Linked DNA regions of Macaca mulatta: region 1 is linked to region 2. A link is a contact called in public Hi-C data. All regions are on one chromosome and are shown on one strand. Each heading gives the region's core, a stretch centred on a gene start, on an enhancer-like site or on the middle of the called end of the contact. The rest is flanking DNA. Distances are from core to core; before and after follow the strand shown. Region 1 overlaps BAIAP2 (BAR/IMD domain containing adaptor protein 2). Region 2 holds the start of CHMP6 (charged multivesicular body protein 6).

Evidence for each region. A called contact is a pair of places that touch in the nucleus more often than the background predicts.
Region 1: a contact with region 2 is called in a Hi-C map of fetal cortical plate, with 3 times the contacts expected there. The contact joins the enhancer-like site here to the promoter of CHMP6 in region 2. A contact is called at or near these places in 4 of 14 Hi-C or Micro-C datasets (CD4 T cells, fetal cortex germinal zone, fetal cortical plate and 1 more).

The regions. Positions count from the first base shown.
Region 1 is chr16:90,783,451-90,786,340 of T2T-MMU8v2.0, forward strand. All of the region lies in intron 8 of BAIAP2 (BAR/IMD domain containing adaptor protein 2), which reads left to right. Among named protein-coding and RNA genes, the nearest start is that of MIR338, 31 kb to the right of the region's middle. Within about 2 kb of position 1,416, at least 25 of the 40 cell types and tissues checked have an H3K27ac peak or open chromatin away from gene starts, as enhancers often do. A contact at or near this core is called in CD4 T cells, fetal cortex germinal zone and fetal cortical plate, where this site is marked.
Region 2 is chr16:90,682,606-90,685,652 of T2T-MMU8v2.0, forward strand. CHMP6 (charged multivesicular body protein 6) reads left to right here and starts at 1,443. Exons shown (of 9, transcript XM_077973373.1): 1 at 1,443-1,480; 2 at 1,511-1,610. The coding sequence starts at 1,548. It overlaps LOC144336072 (a long non-coding RNA gene), which reads right to left and starts at 2,683. Exons shown (of 3, transcript XR_013407494.1): 1 at 2,542-2,683; 2 at 923-1,002; 3 at 1-5.

The sequences.
Region 1 (2,890 bases), core at 166-2,665, 100 kb after region 2:
GGGGCATTGGTGCCCCCAGGATCCTCCTCCGGTGCCCCGTCTCTGGGTGTGCCAGGCCATAGCCTGGATTGAGGTCTGAGAAAGGGGAGAGATGCGTGCTATTTAAAGGGGTGTATAATTAACACAGCAGAGACAAAGCACCCTCGTTCAGATCTTCAGAGACGATAATAGCAGGGCCAGCGATCGCCAGCGTGGAGTCTGGCGATGTGCAGGGGGGTGAAGCCCGTCCTCGTTTTAGCAAAGCTCTTCAGAGCTAAAGGCTGTTTGTGGCCAGGCCCCCCGTGAGGACAGCCGTGTAGCCGTGTTTCTCTGGAGTAACATCACTGAGGGGCCTTACCAGGAAAAGTGGGCGTGAGGAGCCAGCAGCCATGGAGCCCTCTCAGGGCTTCTACACCCGCAGCTGACGCGGAGACCCTCAGTGTCCCCGGGGCCAGGGCAGCCAGGGGTCGAGCAGTCCGCTTCCCCAAGCCTCAGGGCTGGGCCACTCGGGCATCTTAGCCCCCACTTCTCCTGCATCTTGCCACCCTTTGCTGGGTCTTGGGGACAGCTTGGTCTGTGGTCCTCCAGCCCGTTTGTGTGTCCAGCCCACCCGTGTGGACATCAGCAGCCTGCTCTCTCCTGTGCCCATGGGCATGTGCTCACCAGACTGTCCATCCCAATAGCAAGCTATGGGTCTGTTGGGACCTGTTGTTCCTGGGCACCCTTTGCCAATCTGCTGAAAGCTCTGGGCCTTTTTCCCAGGAAAATGGGGACCCTCAGGGCTCATGGATCCCTGATCCTGTCAAAGAGCTCCCTTCCTGAGGATCTTCCTGTAATGCCTTCCCCGGGGAGTGGAATAACCAGCTTTTCCACCTGCCACCAGGGCCGGAGGGTGCGGCTCACCCTCTGCTCAGCCCAGCCCGGGCCTTGCTCAGAGCACATGTGTTCAACGTGAGATTTGAGGGCCCTCCCGTCTCCTGAACCACCTGCCATGGCTGCCCTCCCTCCTCTGTCTGGGTACTGTGCCTGTCAGCCCGGGAGGCCTGGTCAGCGGGTTTTGAAGCAGCCACTGGCTGCAGCCAGCAGGTGGCCAGTGACCACGTGCTACTTGAGGCAGCTGATTCTCACCCCACACACCACAGCTGACCGGTCTGCTGCCGCATCCTTTCGAGTAAGTGTTGCCCATGGTGACAGCTGAAGGCCAAGAATTACGTTCTCATTCATACGCTACAGGGGACCTGGGGGGCCGCATGCGATTTTTAAGGAACGTGGGAAAGCTGCAGCAGCCGTGGCGGGTGAGGTAAACCAAAGCCGCCTTGGTTTTTTCCGGAACGCCCCTCCCCCACTCTGAGTCACCGCATGCTGTGGAGAGATGAGATGTGTTCTGATCACTTTTGTCTTCTCTGATCACGGGGCCGTTCAGCCCAGGGTGACTAAGTGGGAGCGTTCTGTGGGTCTTAAATGCTTTCAGCTGGGTGTTTCCATAGTGCTGTTGCCATGGCACCCAGCTAAGCACGCAGCTGGTGGCTCAGCGGCGGGCAGGGGCTGAAGGGGGCCGGCCACTGGGACCGCCTGTCCATGGGGCAGGCTCAGGGCCGTTGTAAATGGCCGGCCGCCAGGTTGGAGGTGCAGACCAGGCCGTGCTCTGTCCTCTGCACTTTCCACCCAGCTCGGACGTGCCCCATGCAGGGCATCCCCGTCCAGCAGCAGGTCAGAATTGGTCGGGCCCTGCAGCGCTGACCGCCACCTCCCCTCCTCCCCTCCTCCCCTCCTCCCCTCCTCCCCTCCTCCCCTCCTCCCCTCCTCCCCTCCTCCCCTCTTCTCCTCCCCTCCTCCCCTCCTCCCCTCCTCCCCTCCTCCCCTCCTCCCCTCCCCATCCCCGCACCGGCCCCTTGTGTGGTGAAGCTTCTGCCTGGCCTAGATTTCCAGGATCTGCCCTGCACAGTCGTGGTCTCTATGAGGAGTTAGTGTTCTGGAAAAGGAGGTGAGGAGAGGCGGCTGTCATTCCTAGACAGAGTGGCAGCCGCGTGTCACGCACTAACTCAGGCTCCGCCATGGCCGGATGCTCATATGGGGGCTCTGAGGCAGGAGGTGTCGGCTCCCTCCGTCCCCCGGGGGCTGGCCATCCCTGCTTACAGCTCTGGGAACATCTCTCTTCTCTGTCCCCAGGGTTTGGAGGGGCCCCGCTGGAGCACCATGCAGCCGTACTTTGTCTCTCCCCCAACTTCCCCTGGGTTTCTGTTGAAATCTGTGTGCCACTCCCAGCCATTTACGGGGCTCCTTTGAGTAAGTGGAAGCCTTAAAAATAAAACACCAACTCCCTACCCAGCCAGGGAGGCTGCCAGACCCTGCTAATGAGGCCAGTACCCCTCGCTGTACTCTCCCCCGGGGGACCGAGCACGAGCGTGAGAAAGTACTGTAGCCTAAAAACCCAGAAACCGCCTGTAGGGTGGGCAGCCGTACCGGCTCCAGGGGCCTTGGTTTGGAAGGTGACGTTCTCAGGGTGAGGAGACCCTAGGGGCCCTGCGGCCTAGTTTATGCTGCTGTCCTGGGGTGACCGCTTCAAGCAGCACCTTCACTTCCCCCGAGTCCCGTTTGGACGGCAACCTGCGTGGAGGCCGTGGCTCTGGGCAGACCCCCTGGCCTGCCTTTTCTCAGTGCCTCAGTTTCTTTTGCCAGGCGTCGGATCTCCTGCTGAGCGCTCTCTGGCCCTGAGCTCTCTGCCCACCATGCCCTCTGGGCCAGCCACTGCTAGAAAAGCCCCCAGGGAGGGTACAGAATCCTCATGATGGGGTGTGTTGGGGGTTTCTCCATGGAACCTCACATTCCTGAGGCTGCCCCACTTAAGGGGTTCTGGGCACCGAATAGCTCCTCTGTGCACTCTTGTGCATGAGGTCGGGGTCCAAGGCAG
Region 2 (3,047 bases), core at 193-2,692:
GGTCTCTGGAAATGCAACATTTGGGCAGGAGAACAAAAATCCCTGTCCTCACCCAGGTTTGTGGGCACAGGCGGTGGGGGAATCCCTAGCCAGGGACCACGCCTTCTCTACCTAGCTCTTCCCCATACATGAGGAGCAGGGAGTAGCAAGTCTTTTTTTTATCCCAATGTCCCCATGGACACCAAGGAAAAAGGACTGCAGATGTCTTAGTGAGACAAATCAGAGGGTGGGAGATGAACCCCACAAAAATTCAGGGGCCCCCTCACCTTCTGGAGTCCAAAGGTTTGGAACAGGTGATAATTATTCTCCTTTTGATGTTATTTGTTATATTTTTTGTAGGGATGGGGTCTTGCTATGTTGCCGGGCTGGTCTTGAACTCCTGGCCTCAAGCCATCCTCGGCTGAGTGCTTTTCTATGACACTTAGTGAACGCTGGGGAACCACAGCCAGGATACTCAGGCGGGAACCAGGGGCTGGAAGCGGGTAGCTTCTCCCTTTTATTCCTTATCCCCCTTCACATGTTTCTTAGCCACCCAGGGAAGAATGCTTCTGTCGGGGACGCAGCCATGATTCCTTGGAAGGAGAAGTTGAGCCTGGCCATGCTGGGCTCCTCCTGGCACTGATCCACAGACAGGGAGCAGCGCAGTAGAAGAGGGGAGATCCCAGGGCTGAAAGGCTGGGTGAAGGGGCGCTGCTGGGTGCATTTCAGGGAACACTTTAAAGTGCCAAACGGCCAGGCGTGGTGGCTCACGCCGGTAATCCGAGCACTTTGGGAGGCCGAGGTGGATGGATCACAAGGTCAGGAGTTCAAGACCAGCCTGGCCAATATGGTGAAACCCTGTCTCTACTAACAAAAATTAGCCAGGCGTGGTGGCAGGCATCTGTGGTCCCAGCTACTCAGGAGACTGAGGAAGCAAAATCACCTGAAGCTGGGAGGCAGAGGTTGTAGTGAGCCGAGATCGTGCCCCTGCACTCCACCCTGGGCGACAGAGCAGGACTCCATCTTGAAAAAAAAGTAAAAAATAAAAAGAAAGTGCAAAATGTTAGCTATCACATCACTAAATGCAGCATTTTGTGTTCAGAACCAGTGGGGGCAGTCATTCCTGCACAAGATTCCTGAAAGCCTGAGGAGGCTGAATTATGTTAATCTAAAAGGATTCCATCTAATTAGGAGATAAGAAATTTTCCCCTTCACCTGCACCAGAAGGGTGCACGGAAACACGTCATTTAGAACATCCCGGGCCCTAACATCCAGGTATCCGTGCCACTTCTCTGTACGGGTCCAAGGAGGCCGCGGTGTTCGCGGCGGTCGCCAAGACCGGCGGTCTGTGGTTTCGAACCCGCGGCAACGGCGCGCGGCCGGGGGAGGTGCTCGGACTTCGCGTTCCGCGGCGCCTGGCCCGGCGCGGCCGCCGTAGCGGGAGGATCCGAGCTACGGTGGCCGTGAGGCGGCGGTAGCGATTGGACTCGGTGGGGCCGGAGCCGGGGCCGGAGCCGGGGCCGGGGCCGGGGCCGGGGCCGGGGCCGGGGCCGGGGGCGGGCGCCGCCATGGGCAACCTGTTCGGCCGCAAGAAGCAGAGCCGTGTCACGGAGCAGGACAAGGCCATCCTGGTGAGGACCCGGGCCCGGGGCCAGGGCCGGGGCGGGCGGCGGGGCCGGAAGAGCCCCGCGCCCTCGGCCCCCCGCGTTCGGGTGGGGAAACTGAGGCGCGGCGCGCAGCCGGGCCACTCGGCCTCTCCGCCCTGCGTCCTCCTCGCCCGCGGGGCCTCGGGCCGGGGTCTCCTGCGCGGCGCCGTGGCTGCCGACTTCCCCCGGGCCCGCGCGTCCGCCTCTGCGAGCCCCGCCGGGGTGGGCGCGGCCGGTGACTGCGGGATTCGACGCCGGCGTTCGGGGCTTGGCCACAGCCTGGCGGCCTGGCCGTGGGGTCCGCGCGGCGCTGGGCTTTCCCTGGCTCTGGGCCCGCAGGAGCAGGTCCCGGCCCCGGGGGTCCCGGCTCTCCCGGAGTCGCTGCCCCCGCCCACGTCCCTCGGCTCATTTGCCCCCTGGTGCCCTGGGCCGGAGCCCCCTCGGTGCTCCCGGCTTCGCGAGGCCGTGCGGGGCCATCCCCTCTCCCTCGCCCCATCCAGGCCAGGACTGGAAGGAAGTCTGCCCTGGTCCGAGGAGCGGCCGCCAGGTGCGCCGAACGCCTGCCGGGGTCCTGCCGGGTTTCCGCAGCGCCTGGGTGCAGGACCACCGTGTTACCGTGTTTGGCGCGTTTGTTTGCGGCGACTCCAGACTGACTCCCCGGGGCACAGCCGGGCCGGTGGTGGTGCCTGTTCCCATGTGAAAGTTAGCTTCTGTAGGATAAGGAATCGCTTGGCATGTCAGGGACACGGCAGGTTAAGAATAGTCCATTTTTGTAACGGGATAAACGTGAAATGAAAGACACCCCGAAATGGGAGCAGGGCTAGCTTTTTCGGATGCTTTCTTTTCTAAATTTTGTGCAACAGAAATAATTTTATACTAAAAGAGAAGTGAATGCAAATGAAAAAGGGGATCTTACCTTGGCATCTGAGTCCATAAGCTATGAAAAGAAACAACGGGCACGTTTGTCCCTGGAGAAGATGGGCACAGCACTGGGCACCGTCCCGAGCTGCCTGTAAGACAGCTGGGCCCAGCCTCCATCGTCCGCCCTCCACCTACCCTGGCAGCCCCAGGGCACTCCCTCCCCTCCCTTTAAGGACTCAGTTCCGGTTTCTCTTCAAGCACTTGCCAAGCACTTGCCAAGCACTTGCCAGGGGCCACTGTGGGCTCTTGGCTGTGCAGACCCGTGTTCCCGGCTGCCGTAGGTCTCCCCAGGATTTTGGGTGCTTGGGAACAGCATCCTTAGCACACAGTAGCACAAATGATTGCTTTTTTTTTTTTCTGTTTTCCTAGGATAACAGGTGTTCCCCATGCAGCCTGTGACCCTCCACTGAGACCTCGTTTTACAGGGGGCAACCTGGCCACACCTTTGGCCCCTGGGTCTCCCCAGCAGTGGGGCTGGGCAGGGGGCACCTTTCACTGTGG